2 separate regions of the Arabidopsis thaliana genome follow, and region 2 is linked to region 1. The links are chromatin contacts, called in public ChIA-PET maps. All regions are on one chromosome and are shown on one strand. The core of a region is the stretch at or near the end of the contact, and the rest is flanking DNA. Distances in the headings are between cores, read along the strand shown. Region 1 holds the start of PSBP-1 (photosystem II subunit P-1). Region 2 holds the start of DRIP1 (DREB2A-interacting protein 1).

Region 1 (7,394 bases), core at 83-2,582:
GGGAACATGGAAGAGAACCCACCTTCTGATCTGGCTATTGGGAATGAGCAAACATTGCCGAAGTTAGCTAGCAACTTGGACATGGGGAACATGGAAGAGAACACGCCTTCTGATCTGGCCAATGGGAATGAGAAAACAGAGCCTAACTCAGCCAACAGCATGGATTTAGGGAACATGGAAGAGAACACGCCTTCTGATTTGGCAAATGGGAATAAGAAAAAAGAGCCTAAGTCAGTCAGCAAGTTGGATCTGGGTAGCGAGAAAGTGAGCATTCCTTCTAATCTCGTCAATGGAAATGAGCAACATGACCTAAACATTGCTCCAGGTGAAGATGCTTCAGCGGCTAAGCAACCAGAAAAGAAGCGATCCAGGTCTAAAAAGCGCAAATCAGGCAACAACCTGGATTTGGGGAAGATGGAAAAGAGCAAGCCTTCCGATCTGGCAAATGAGAATGAGCAAACAGAGCCCAAGTCAGCCAACAACTTGGATTTAGGGAATATGAAAGAGAACACGCCTTCGGATCTGGCTAATGAGAATGAGCAAACAGAGCTTAGGCTACCTAACAACTCGGATTATGGTAACATGGAAGAGAGCTTGCCTTTGAATCTTGCTAATGGGGATGAACAACCTGACCCAACCACTGCTCCAATGGAAGCTGCTAAGCAACCAAAAAAGAAGCGATCAAGGTCCAAAAAGTGCAAATCAGTCAACAACCTGGACTTGGGGAACATGGAAGAAAACAAGCCTTCTGATCTGGCAAACGGAAATGAGCAAAAAGATCCTGAGTCAGTCAACAGGTTGGATCCGGGTAAGGAGAAAGAGAGCATTCCTTCGAATCTTGTCAGTGGGAATGAGCAACCTGACTCAAACACTGCTCCAGCTAAGAAACCAAAAAAGAAAAAGCGCAAATTAGCTAACAACTTTGATTCGGTTAACAATATGGAAGAGAAAATGCCTTCCACTAATGTATTGAGCCAGGGAAACAAGTCAGGTTTGATTGAGGAAAAACCGAGCATACCTTCCGATCAATGAGCAGTGTGGCTCAAATACTGCACCAACCTAAGCAAAACCGAAAGAAGAAGGGAAGTATGATGCCCATTCCACTTTGGTGTTTTAATGAGCATTTCGGTGTTTGTCATGAAACCAAGTTTTGAAATGGCACTTGTCTACATAAGTGTAACAGATTCTTAATTTCAACAATTTTGTTAGATAATTTGTATTCATTCTCACTTAGTGCTTCCGTTGTTCTATCGTTATAAACGTTTTAAGATATACGCATGTAACTGAAAGAAGAAAAGCCATTATTGATCCAGTACTGTAGTGTCTTAGTGTGAGCAGAAAAAAGATTTGATCATGGAATGGCTTTAGAGTAAAATACTAAAATAGATGGAATCGAAGGCTTATGAATCTGACGTGGAACAAGAAGAAAGCGTATCTGCCACGTGGCACAATACAACACCTCAACAGCCTTATCTGGACATCAACAGAGAGATCCTCCAATATCCGAAACCAACCAATCAGCTTCACTCTTGGTTTCACCTCCATACATTAACACACCAACAATCCTCAAAAAACACTTTCATAACTTAATCACACACAAGGAGAGAAGAGAGAAAGAGAGAAAGAGAGACAGAGATAATGGCGTACAGTGCGTGTTTCCTACACCAGAGCGCATTGGCTTCATCAGCCGCACGATCATCATCTTCCTCCTCATCCCAGCGTCACGTGTCGCTCTCCAAACCTGTTCAGATCATCTGTAAAGCTCAACAGTCTCATGAAGACGATAACTCCGCCGTCTCCCGCCGTCTTGCTCTCACTCTCCTCGTCGGCGCCGCTGCTGTTGGTTCCAAAGTATCTCCTGCTGATGCCGCCTACGGTGAAGCTGGTGCGTTTATAAAATAAAATAACCTTGGATCATTTCATTTTCTTGAAGAAGAATCTTGAAGAACATATTGTGTTTTTTTCATCCTATTTTTATTTTTTGGTTTGTTGCAGCAAACGTGTTTGGGAAGCCAAAGACGAACACAGACTTCTTGCCATACAATGGAGATGGGTTCAAAGTGCAGGTTCCAGCAAAATGGAACCCAAGCAAAGAGATTGAGTATCCAGGACAAGTCCTTAGGTTCGAAGACAACTTCGATGCTACTAGCAATCTCAATGTCATGGTCACTCCTACCGACAAGAAGTCCATCACTGATTACGGTTCTCCCGAAGAGTTCCTCTCTCAGGTCTTTGCTTTACTCCATCATCTGTAAAGGTATTGATGTTACAAAATCTAATGAAGTGTGAGACTGAGTGGTGATTTGGGCTTTATGCAGGTTAATTACCTCCTAGGGAAACAAGCTTACTTCGGTGAGACTGCCTCTGAGGTAAACTTCCCATTGTTATTTGTTATAAGTAAACCAGAAGCTGATAGAATAGAATAAGAGAATCAAACACTAAAGAGAGAACACATTGTCTCCCTCGTTGTTAACTGATAAAACAAAACTCAAAAGCTTTTTTAACTGATAACCTTCAAAGACCTCTCTAGTAGTCGATGATTATTACAAGAAAGATTCTTACCTTAGGTGGAGTGAGTTATCAAGTTCTAACTCTGTGTGTGTGTGAATCTGATGTTCTTACAGGGAGGCTTTGACAACAATGCAGTGGCAACAGCAAACATTCTGGAGTCATCATCTCAGGAAGTTGGTGGGAAACCCTACTATTACTTGTCTGTGTTGACAAGAACGGCTGATGGAGACGAAGGTGGGAAGCATCAGCTGATCACAGCAACCGTGAATGGAGGGAAGCTTTACATCTGCAAAGCACAAGCTGGAGACAAGAGGTGGTTCAAGGGAGCCAGGAAATTTGTCGAGAGCGCAGCCACTTCTTTCAGTGTTGCTTGAGTGAAAGCAACACAACGTAACAATGCTCTGCTTGCTTTCTTCATTTGTCTCTTGTAAAAAATGGAAAATGAAACTGAGCTTTTGAGAACTATCAAGATGATGTTACCTTTTCGGCATCACTTGTGTACCTATGATAACAGACTCGTTTTCCAAGTTTTCTTAAAAAACAACTATATTCAATAGATATTTTCTCAAATTAATAAGATATTGACTCAGAAAGAAGCTATAGACTAAATCTAAATCCTTGAAAGCACAAAGATAGTGAGAAGAAAGCCTGCTTGAAGCTGATATGAAAAGAGGTAAGCATCAAATGGTTCTTCTAGTCAACAGAAAGGTTAAAACGCAGATGAATTTTGACGTCTGACTCTAACTAGATCTATTGAAGCATATGCCAAAGGCCCTCCTCTTTCTTTTTGGCTACTGTAAAGTTCTCAAAGAGGCAAAAAGATTTTATTTGCATATGTATTACAACACTTTACCATCATCTATATACTACTTTTAGTTCATATTGTAACTTTTGAGCTTTACAAATGCTACAAACAGAGTGTTAAGAGTTCAGAGATACTCAACAGGGAAACCAACGACGGGTTTTATCTCAGAGGCCAGGGACCGTAGCTCACTCACTTCATTGTCTGTCAGACTCCAACCTATCGCTCCAGCAAACTCTTTGGCTTGTTCTGCGTTCTTGGCTCCTGGGATGGGTATCACGTTCCCTTGTGCCACCAACCAGTTCAATGCTATCTGCACAGCACAACACAACAAAACAAGAAGGCATATGATTTGATGCAAAATCGAGGGTGTACACTTGGATAGCTTAATATGGATCACACAATTACTCTTTTGTATTTTTCTTAACGTTTTTGGACAGGGAAAAAGAAAAACAGAGTGCATAAGGAAAAGGGAAAGAACCTGTGTGGGAGTTTTGCTGTAGTTTTCCCCAATTTGTTTGATTCTATTCAACAGGGGTTGAAGCTGTAACGTCACAAGTCAAAGTTAGTGAAGAAACCTGGCACTATTATGCTACCTTTTGATAATTTCTGTATAGGTACATTGATTGGTGTTGTGTTTTGTATAAAAGTGTATACTTTGTCTCAAAACAGAACTTACTAAGAAAAAAGCAGGATTAGAGGAGAAAATCGACAGGTTTATAACAGTGAGATATACAAGTTATCAAAATCCAAAAATCTGTTTCTTAGAAGACTCGAGGGTTATTCAGATGTAACTATGGTTTTGCAGACATACACGCCTGTGTTAAATAACTTAGATATATGCAGCGAAAGCTATTACCTTTGTTAAGAACTCACGCGTATAAATGCGACCCCGAGGACCTGAGGGTGGGTTCTCTGGGGTGTATTTACCAGTTAGAGCACCTGGAAAAAAGACAAAAGAGCAAATAACGGAAAATGTATGTGTTCATTAGCCAGGTTGTTTTGCGTCAATACTATAAGAGCCTGATGCAACTTTTCTAGAGAACGATAGACATGAACACAACGCAAAGGAGATAAAGGCAGATTACCTTGAGCGATGGGGGAATATGCAATTAAAGTAACTCCAAGCTCATCACAAGCAGCCTTAACACCAGTCTGCTCTGGAGCTCTGTATATCAGACTGTAGTTGACTTGATTTGAGGCCAGAGGAATTCCTCTCTTTTTGAGTCTTTCATAAGCATCACGAAGCCGCTTCTCTGAAAAATCGCACAACAGTAAGTATAATGAATTTGAAAGTTCATAAGATATGCATCCGTGAGAAGGAAAAAACAGATTGAAATGATACCGCTGTAGTTAGAAACACCAACAGCCTTGACAAGTCCTTGTTCAACAGCATCCCCAAGACCATCAAGATATCCTAAAAACATAACTCACAATGTCAATGGATTTGATATAATCACCAAAAGTGACACGAACTCTAGTTAAAAGTAGATTCAGTGCTGCTCTTAAGAAAAAACCTTCATTTCCCCATAGTCCTGGCCTGAAATATAATTAAGAAAATAGTGAGATTGTTACCTTCTAGTGTTGTTTACTCCAACATGAATTAGGGGTGCATACCAATGCAGTTGATAGAGATCAACAGATGAAAGCTCAAGCCGGGAAAGGGAATCTTTAAGGGCAGTGACAACACTTTCACGACCAAATCGCCATGGCAATGCAGCAAACTTGGTTGCAACCGAAACCTCAGCTCCGGGATATCTCTCTTTTCTCTCACGGATGAATCTGTTCGAAAATCTCACCAATGACAGTCAAGAGGAATATATATGAGGATAGTGTGGCACACTGTTATATGTTTTCGAAACAAATTACCTTCCTAAAAGAGTTTCAGAGCTTATAGCACCCAGGGAAAACTATAAAAGATGGAGATTTCCAAATTAGTTTCAGAATAAACCAATTTACGAAGAGTGATCAGCTTTCTTACGCTTACCTTGGAACCATAAACTTCTGCGGTATCGAAAAAATCAATACCGTTGTCAAGACTGGTGTCGAAAGCACCTTTAGCCGCCTTCAATTTTCTGTCTACCATCACAGAGAATAAAAAAAAAGAGATTAACTTTTAATTCATTTCAATACTTTTGTTTCACAAAATGTATAAAATTGAGAATCGAAATTAAGAGAACTGACCATCCCACTGGAAATCATTCCAATAGCTGTTATCACCCCAAGACCAGACTCCGATCCCAAGCTTCGTCACTTTCAAATCCGAGCCACCCAATTTCACTTTTGATTCTTCCGAAATCGCCGGAGCCACGGAATCTCCGGAGGCTACAGCTCTGACCAGCTTCCGGACGAAACTTCTTCTTCCATGAGAGCCTTCGGAAACAACATAGTTGAAAGGGAAGGTGAAGTGCGTAGCCATGGCCATGCTGATTTGTTTTTGGGTTTTGAAATTGGAAAAGGAGGAGGAGAAGCCAAGAAGAAGAAGAAGAAGAAGAGGTTTGGGCACTGCGAGAGGTGAGAGACTGTGGATATGGACACGTATGTTGTTGGCGGGCCAAACAATTCTTTAATGAATAACCGGTGAAATTCAAAAACAAAAAAACAAAACTGACATTGGTTTTCTCTTGGGCTTGGTTGGGCCTTTGTTTATTTACTTTTCAGTTGGGCCTTTTAGCTTTGTTATGCTGCTTGTTTCTTTTTTTTTTTTTTTTTTTTTTTTCATAAATAAGAGACGACAAAAAGAAGAAGAAGGTAACGATTTGTTAAGAAAACTAAAACATTGTAATTATCATACACGACTAACGCAAATATTCAATGATCAAGTTATTCGAATTTTTGAGGTTATTAATCCAAAAGGTAGAGAGAAATAGGAATAAGAGGGATCATATAAATAAAATCAGAGTTCCTTTCTCTCCCACTCAGCAAACGGCAACAATAAACTTTGCCATCAATTATCTCTCTCTCTTTCTAGCACAACAAAATTTGTGTGCAAAATCAAATCATCAAATGAAACATAATATCATCTTTTAATAATAGTAGTTATCACTCTCAAAACCAACCTCATTATCATTTATGGCAAATGGTACTATGTAGATTCTTTCTGATAGTTGCAGCGAAAAAAAAGATTTAAAAGTTTCAAGATTCTGGTGCTGGAGCTGCTGCTGGAGGTTTCAGGAGAGGCTGTAGCGCCTTCACAACTATGCTCATATTTGGTCTAAACTCAGCTTCGTATTGCACACACAATGCTGCCACCGCTGCTAGCTGCATTATATTGCCAACATAACATATTCTGTCAATCTCAAAGACACGAATATATCGAAAACGGAAATTTAATAGACATGAATATGAAACTATTGTATGTATCGAGGTACCTTAGCAACTGCTTTTGGAGGGTAATCGGCTTTTAGCTTTGGATCAATGCACTGTTTCACTTTATCTTCACTGAGTCTTGGTGTCGCCTGAGCACAGCCAATAAAATGAAATTGTAAAGCCAAGGGGACAATTAATACGAAACATTATAGTCCAGAACGTATGTATACTCACCCAGGTTACAAGACTCTGTTGACCTCTAGGCATGGTATGATCCACCGGTTTCCTCCCTGTAAGAAGTTCTAGAAGTACAACACCAAAGCTGTACACATCACTCTTCTGAGTTAACTGTCCAGTCATTGCATATCTGCATAAGAGGGCGGATTAACATTTTAGCTGTTTATTAGACATTCATACGAATACAAAACAATAAGGGCTTAAGAAACATTACTCTGGAGCATGATAACCAAAAGTCCCCAAGACTCTTGTTGAGTGAAGACGGGCAGCATTATCAGGTGCTTGATTCGAGAGATTGAAATCAGCAATCTTTGCTTTGTAGTCTTCAAAAAGAAGGACATTGCTAGATCTTATGTCCCTATGGATTACAGGAGGCTGAGACTTCTCATGGAGGTATTCCAAACCCCTAGCTGCCTCAACCGCTATCTTCACCCTCGTTATCCAGTCAAGTGTTGGACCTGGTTGTGCTCCTTGAACTCCCTTCCTACCTGTAATCGCACAATAAGCAACCTTACATGGACAAATTATCGTTTGG
Region 2 (7,783 bases), core at 1,232-3,731, 34 kb after region 1:
CCCAACAAAAGAATTCCTCATAACAGAAAAATGAGGGACTATGTAAGATGCAGCGACAACACAGGATATATAAAACAAAGAATACCTAAACTGTAACCTACCTTATTCTCAAAAAATTTGCTGGAATTTGAGGTAAAGAAGTTCCTCCTTCCCTGTAACCAGTAAGCCCTTGTCAATATACCAAGAGAAGAGAAACAAAATGAAGAAAGAGAGAAAGATCATGAAAGGAAATAGTTTCAGATATGAGAGCAAAAATCTCACTGATCATTGGACGCCACAAGTGAGAACCAAACGGGACCATTTCTCCTCTCCTGTTTTGCACTTGACTCATCTGGTTGTGGCAAATTCCTTGAATCGCCTAAAGTGGTGGCAGACCTTTTGCGTTGAGTTGTACGCATTCTTTTAGGAGTAACAGTTTCTGATGTTGTAGGATCACCATTATTACTCTTGTCATCCTCACGTTTACATTTTCTCTTTTTATTCTTAGTTTTGGTTTTACTCCCTTGAAATTGATTGCGAGATACATTCGCGTGCTCAGATTTTGAACCTGACCCTTGAGAAGCAGAAGACTTCAAGGGCTTTGTCCCATTTGCCACTTCAACCAGAAAGTTCAAAGGTTTCCAATCCATTTTGGAATCCCAGGGTTCATCACCATCCTTGTTTTCTTTATTGGAGATGGACTCTTTACATGACTGCAAAAAACAAAATAACTCAAATGAATGTGAGACCAATAACAGTATCAAATATTTTTACTGAATATTTACTTTTGAAGTGTACCAAACAAAAATAAATATGTAACCAAATCATGTCAAATATGAAGTCATTACGAGAAAATAGAGTAGTTCAGTGATCACCTTCTTTGACTGTCTTTTATTCTGAGTGAATTTGTTAAGAGTGTCGGGTGAGCTTGTGCTCTCCAGAAGCTCATCCCCAGAAGATTCTTCCTTCTTCACAGTTCTCTCAGCCAAAGAACCATTACGTAACTCTTTTCTTGTAGGTGCTTTAGTTCTTCTTCTCGTTGTTCCAGCTTGTGCTGACACCATAGGTGTGCTCACAACCAAAGAAGATATAGATCTCTCCTTCCTCTTTCCTGGTAAGGACACAATTCCAGGAGCTTTCACTTTTCTTCGTTTTAGAGCAAAGATTTTGGCCCTCAAGTCTTGCAAATTGTGGTCAGGCCTAAAACCATGCACACAAGTGGCTCCCATCAGTACAATAACGAGTAAGAAAAAGGAAAGTACAAAAGAGATCTATTTAGATTCTCCTACAACATCCTATAAATGGTCTCTCTCTCATAAAAACCATTGTGCTACGTGTATTAAATGAACAAGATTCCAGAGATTGTGTTATAGCAGTTCATTTCACCAACAAGAAAAGCAATTGGATTGAGTCCACAAATTAGATGAACAAGGAGCAAAGAAATTTAACCAAACTAAACCATATTTTGATGAGAACTGGTAGAGTCTGAAATACAGAACACGAATAGCTTACCTCAGCTTCTCCAATGGGGTGCTACCGAGGTCGATATTGCATACGGGACAAGTCTCTATCTCATCCTCCGTGATCTTCTCATAGATGCATTTCCTACAAACTGCGTACGAAAGTAATCTAAAAAGTTATTCCATTCCAGTAGATAGCAACTAACAACATGACTTATAATAAATGTGAGCAAATTTCATACTTGGTATAAGAAAAAACTCAAATTGAATTGCATACAAGTAAGAAGCTGAAACCCACAAGGAAACTATACATGAAAATGCTGAATCAACTATCACTAGAAAGACGAAGAAGGAGAGATTGAAGCAGTCAAAATTGCATATTCTTTTTGGTCAACAAAAACTATTCATTGACCCACTTTTCAATTGTATCGATTATAGGACGAGACGAAGAAGACAGAGCTATAATATAATCATCCAAATTGAGAAGAAATCAAAGCCAATGTCAGCGAATTTCGAAACATTTGGTGGGTTAAAAAGAGGAACTGACATGTGTGGAGGCACTCGGAGATAGTGGTGGCGTCACGGAGGATATTGTCGCAGATAGAGCAGCTTAAGCATGCCCTCATCGTCTCCTTCTTCACCTTAATCATCATCTTTCTCTTTATCTGTTGGGCTTAATCACTCACAACGTGCTATCCCCAAAACTGCATGTGGACGAAAACGGCGAAGAAGTGTCGTTTCTTTCGCTCGGTCGCTGGTGATCTGAAGAATAAATGTTATGGTGCGAGAGAGATGGAAGAAGAATTGACGTACGATTCGGACAAGAAGTGGCCGTCGTCGTCTATTAAAATTTAAGAGACGCGATGTGTCACTTCTTTTTATTTTATTGGAACAAGGGTTTCTCTTTTTATCTTTGTGTTCTGTCTTAAGAGCTCTCTCGTCGACAAGAAAACGAGCGCTCAAAGACGTTTTTTTTTGGGTCAAAATCTTTGTGTTACTTTAATTAGGAAAACTAGGTCAAACATTCTTTATTTTGGTTAATCTAATTAGGAAAGAAGAGTTTTGTAAAAAAAAAAAGTTGAACGACATAAATTTCTTTTCAACTTTTTGGGTGAGAAATTGTTATTTGCTATCCTAATATTTTGAAAAGTAAATGATGGTGAACTCTTCATATTATAATCAGATGATGGTAAAAATGATTTGTATAACTATAATAATGGATTTCGTTTACATTAATCAATGAATATGGAACATTCGAATCAACGACCAAATGTAACGATTCGTCATTCGTATAATGGGGTACGAGATAACATCAGATAAGAGGTTTTGTTCCAAAGGGCCTGTAGAAGGCTTATGTACCCATTCGCTAATCGAAGCATGAAGGCTAATAAGGTTTCAAACTTTCAATATTGACACCTCGATTTTTAGTAGCATACAGATGAATGGTGATTAGGAAAAACAGAGAAATTTTCATATGTACGTATGTAGTTTTATGTGTCCTATGCTGATTAGTGTTTTAACCGACGTCAAAGTTAAGATTTTCGGCAACAATTTGATGATACACTAGCTAGCGATTTTGATCATTCAAAGCTTTGCGCATATTAAGTATCTTTATATGATACTGTCATGATTTATTAAACCGAGTGTTATGTACTCCATAATCTACCTCCACCATTTTACACATAATAAATGAAAAGACCCGTCGTTCCAATAGCGAATTAAGCAAATTGCCAACAACTTCATTAAATAAAGAAAAAACCCAAAATGTAATCTTACTTGGCTCAAAAAAAAAAAAGCATCCATAGTCAACGTTAACACCCATTTGACTTAGTTAAACATTTTTCGTTAACCAGTTAACATTTTTGTTGAAAAATAATGAACAGAATCGGCAAAAGTCATTTTTCGTTACAATTCTATTTATGCCATAATTTTTTTTGGCCGACATGCTAGATATCTTTTTCATAATAATAGGCTAATCATCCATTGATATGAGACTGAAGTTCCTTTCTTGTCTTCTAAGAGGAGGGAGGAAAAACTTTATCCACGTGTCTTCGTCTGACTGGTGATTGATAAAATTTGCAAAGAAGACTGATCACATTAAATTACTTACAGCTTCATCAACGGCATAATCACATGTCTTCACATGTACACCTGCCCGCACCTGATCCGCATCACTGCTTCCTTTCACCCTAATAACATTTGACATGTCAACACGAACACCCAAAAAACTATATACTATAAAGTTATAAACAAATTAATTCGTTCGACCAATAACATTAATTTAATTTTATAGAGACCTAACACAAATTAAACAATGATTATTTCTGTTAATTAAATATATATAAGTGAGCACAATCCCCCGATGATGCATGAAGAAGCTCTGAATCTAAAACTCCTCTCTCCGACCCCAAATCCAGAAATTCAAGCGAGGAATAGAATCTCCCACTAGAGAAAAGCAATCCCAGAAACCCTAAGTTCTTCACGTTTCGTTCTTTTGCTTGTTGATCAAGCAGGATATCTCCGAGATTTGTGAGTCTCTTGCTACTTCTTCCTGGAGAACGATTCAGGGTTTGATGTGATAAGAATAGTCATCGAGGAAGATAGATTTGGGGATTTTTTTTTATTTGTAGATTCATGAAACAAATTCGTCGATGGCAGAGGATTTTGATCCTCGCTCTGCTATCGATATCTGTATTCGCTCCGCTTATTTTCGTATCGAATCGGCTTAAGAGCATCACTCCCGTTGGTCAGTTTCGTCTCCTCTCCTTCTTATTTTCATTTCATTGTACTTGACGATCGTGTGGAAATGCTTGATTGCTTTGATTTTAGATTGATTCACATGAAATTCGCTTGCTTTTGTTAGAAGTTGTCTTGGTCTTGGGATTTTTTCATCTGACATTTGTTTTGATTTTCCATTGCCGATTGTCTTCTTGCAGGTCGTAGAGAATTTATTGAAGAGTTATCCAAAATTGTATGTGTTCCTTAGTCTTCAATCTCTGGATTCATCTGTTTTCAGCATGCTGTTGATTTTGTGCCAAGTTTTCAGATCTCAGTCTTGTTTTATCATTCTCTTTATGCTTTATATTTCTCGAGCAATACACTGTTGTTGACATGCTACCATTATTCTGCAGAGATTCACGACAAATGACCTTAGACTTAGCGCTATTGAACATGTAAGTTGGAAGTTACAGGTTCCTCTAGGTCATCTCCTTAAAACCTTTTGACCATGCGTTTTGTTGAAGTTTTTTCTCTCTGTGATTTAGGAGGATGGAGAAGGCTTGAAGGGGCCAAGGCTCATTCTCTTCAAGGATGGGGAGTTTAATTCGTCTGCTGAAAGTGATGGTGGTGGGATCATATTTTCAATCTTGCTTTGATTTGCTCTGATGTCATTAACTCCTCAGATTTTTTATCTGTCGTAATCATGGGTTGTAGGTAATACTTACAAAAACAGGGAAGAACAAGTGATTGTTTCACAGAAGATGACAGTTAGCTCTGATGAAAAGGTGTGTATATATAAATACAACTGATTTGAAGATAACATGAACTTGATCAGTCCAGCTGATATAAAGTAACATGAACTTGATGATTGCTCAGGGTATGGAATAACTCCGATATTGAATCCTAGAATCAGATTACAAGTCATTGCGGTCCATGTTGATTAGTTTATCTAAGGAATAGAAAAGCCAAGTTTCACTTTCCATCAAATTATTAGATGTTTCATGATTACAATTTATTGGGTTTTTTTTGTGTCAGGGTCAAATTCTACCAACAGTCAACCAACTTGCTAATAAAACGGATTTCAAGCCCCCTTTATCTAAGGGTGAAAAGAACACAAGGGTTCAGCCCGACAGAGCAACAGATGTGAAAACGAAGGAGATCAGAGACAAAATTATTCAAGCTAAAGCCTACCTGAATTTCGCTCCACCTGGAAGTAACTCTCAAGTTGTGAAGGAGTTGAGAGGTCGGCTGAAAGAGCTGGAACGGTCTGTTGGTGATGCAACAAAGGACAAGGACTTATCAAAGGGGTAAGCACAACTGCTTGATTCAAAAGGAGAACATACCATAATTGCATTCAGAAATTTGCTGTTACAACTACAACCTTTTAGTGCCAAAAGTCGTGCTGTTTAAGAATATTATTTTAGTAACCTCTGACATGATTGTTTCTTTCAGCGCTCTCCGCAGGGTGAAGCCCATGGAAAATGTGTTATATAAGGCTAGTCGTGTCTTTAACAATTGCCCTGCCATCGCTACCAAACTCCGTGCCATGAATTATAACACAGAAGAACAAGTTCAGGCGCAGAAAAATCAAGCAGCGTATCTAATGCAGCTTGCAGCAAGGACCACCCCAAAAGGGCTTCACTGTCTCTCAATGCGGCTGACATCAGAATACTTTTCACTGGATCCTGAAAAAAGGCAGATGCCTAACCAGCAAAATTATTTTGACGCTAATTTCAATCATTATGTTGTCTTCTCTGACAATGTTTTGGCTTCTTCAGTCGTTGTTAACTCTACGATATCTTCATCAAAGGTATCATGCATTTCTTATACAAATTTCTACTTGGTTATCATTATATGTTATACCTAATTTTAGAGTGTCTTACACTATATCTTCTCATTTACTTCCGCCACTTATTAATGTGGCTTCTGATTGCTGTTTGCAGGAGCCAGAAAGAATAGTCTTCCATGTCGTGACTGATTCACTTAATTACCCAGCAATCTCAATGTGGTTTCTGCTAAACATTCAAAGTAAAGCTACTATCCAAATCCTAAACATTGATGATATGGATGTCCTGCCTAGAGATTATGATCAATTACTGATGAAGCAAAACTCTAATGACCCAAGATTCATTTCTACACTCAATCACGCACGCTTCTATCTCCCGGATATATTCCCGGGTTTGAACAAGATGGTACTCTTGGACCATGATGTAGTTGTTCAAAGAGATTTAAGTAGACTGTGGAGCATTGATATGAAAGGAAAGGTGGTTGGAGCTGTAGAGACTTGTCTTGAAGGTGAATCTTCATTTCGATCAATGAGCACATTTATTAATTTCTCAGACACATGGGTCGCTGGGAAATTTAGTCCTAGAGCTTGCACATGGGCTTTCGGGATGAATCTAATTGATCTCGAAGAATGGAGAATACGGAAGTTGACTTCTACATACATAAAATACTTCAACCTGGTACGCTATATACACACACACACTCTACTGCACTTGCTCTCCCTATGGAAATAACACTGTAGCCATATTCAAAGTTTTCAAATGGGTTCTTAGATTTGTTGATTCGTCATTATATATGAAAAAGATTGTAATAATTATTAGGTTTTAGGTTGGCTATATCGAGGATGAAAGGTTTTGAATTTAGAACACAAATAACATTGCTGTAACTAGCAAAGAACATAAGCAAGCTAGTGCTAAAGATCATCTCCTAGAAGAAGAATGGTTACAAGCAACAACATATCTTGTCTATGTAATGGGCGTAAACCTAACAATGGTTTTGGGGAATTTGTTTTTTTGGCAGGGAACAAAGAGACCATTGTGGAAAGCTGGGAGCTTACCAATAGGTTGGTTGACTTTCTATAGGCAAACATTAGCATTGGACAAGAGATGGCATGTGATGGGGTTAGGTCGCGAATCAGGAGTCAAAGCGGTTGACATCGAACAAGCGGCAGTTATACACTACGATGGGGTCATGAAGCCGTGGTTGGACATTGGAAAAGAGAATTACAAACGTTACTGGAACATACACGTCCCTTACCATCACACCTACTTGCAACAGTGCAATCTTCAAGCTTGATACGAAAAAAAAAAAAAAAAAATCTGGCAACTTAGGTTCAGTTTCAGATTCTTTTTGTTAAACAAGCTACTCAAGCATGATATCAATGTTATGATTAGCTTCATTCTTTATCCCACATCAGTGTATATCTTGGTTCTTCTTTTTTCACACTTTTCATCAGAGCTTAATATTACTTAGACTATAGTGACAGGCTGACAGCAACAGATTGTTGTCATACCTTGGACTTGGCCCAATTTCCTTTTTTGGCCCACCGGTATGAATAAAAAGAGTGCGGTTTTCAGTTCGGTTCGGTTTATAAGCGTAACGATGACAAACCGATCGGTTTGTTTTAATTCTTGACTTTAATAACTAAACCCTAAATCGTTCTTCTTCTTCCGCATCTTCCTCACTCGATTAGTAGGTTCTCTCTTCTTCCAATCTATTCCCAACTTCTCACTTTTCCGTCTAATCGTTGTCTTCATCACCATCTCTCCGAGTTCCCTTCGAGACCATCTTATCTTCAATGGTTTAGGTATTGCCCGATTTTAGATAGTTTTGTTCTCTCG

Evidence for each region. ChIA-PET counts read pairs in DNA pulled down with a chosen protein or histone mark.
Region 2: an H3K4me3 ChIA-PET map of shoot shows a contact between it and region 1, with 12 read pairs. The contact joins the promoter of DRIP1 here to the promoter of PSBP-1 in region 1. A contact is called at or near these places in 2 of 26 Hi-C or Micro-C datasets (root and vegetative nucleus), 1 of 2 datasets of contacts at active chromatin or transcription factors (shoot) and 1 of 3 other capture datasets (seedling).

The regions. Positions count from the first base shown.
Region 1 is chr1:2,046,302-2,053,695 of TAIR10.1, forward strand. PSBP-1 (photosystem II subunit P-1) reads left to right here and starts at 1,333. Exons shown (of 4, transcript NM_100545.7): 1 at 1,333-1,885; 2 at 1,996-2,228; 3 at 2,319-2,369; 4 at 2,625-3,138. The coding sequence starts at 1,639. The coding sequence ends at 2,885. NIH (nuclear DEIH-boxhelicase) reads left to right here. Exons shown (of 14, transcript NM_100544.3): 14 at 1-1,354. The coding sequence ends at 1,032. AT1G06690 (NAD(P)-linked oxidoreductase superfamily protein) reads right to left here and starts at 5,869. Exons shown (of 10, transcript NM_100546.4): 1 at 5,498-5,869; 2 at 5,301-5,392; 3 at 5,183-5,223; 4 at 4,931-5,095; 5 at 4,831-4,853; 6 at 4,659-4,730; 7 at 4,402-4,569; 8 at 4,173-4,255; 9 at 3,795-3,857; 10 at 3,099-3,626. The coding sequence starts at 5,738. The coding sequence ends at 3,441. It overlaps AT1G06700 (Protein kinase superfamily protein), which reads right to left. Exons shown (of 8, transcript NM_001035904.2): 5 at 7,074-7,347; 6 at 6,857-6,989; 7 at 6,685-6,771; 8 at 6,069-6,574. The coding sequence ends at 6,449.
Region 2 is chr1:2,079,616-2,087,398 of TAIR10.1, forward strand. It overlaps DRIP1 (DREB2A-interacting protein 1), which reads right to left and starts at 2,482. Exons shown (of 7, transcript NM_100554.5): 1 at 1,987-2,482; 2 at 1,492-1,591; 3 at 855-1,179; 4 at 262-692; 5 at 102-152. The coding sequence starts at 2,092. GAUT6 (galacturonosyltransferase 6) reads left to right here and starts at 3,696. Exons shown (of 9, transcript NM_001197996.1): 1 at 3,696-4,224; 2 at 4,376-4,410; 3 at 4,571-4,612; 4 at 4,703-4,784; 5 at 4,872-4,942; 6 at 5,193-5,464; 7 at 5,610-5,967; 8 at 6,101-6,622; 9 at 6,963-7,516. The coding sequence starts at 4,074. The coding sequence ends at 7,238. It overlaps AT1G06790 (RNA polymerase Rpb7 N-terminal domain-containing protein), which reads left to right and starts at 7,617. Exons shown (of 7, transcript NM_202047.1): 1 at 7,617-7,749.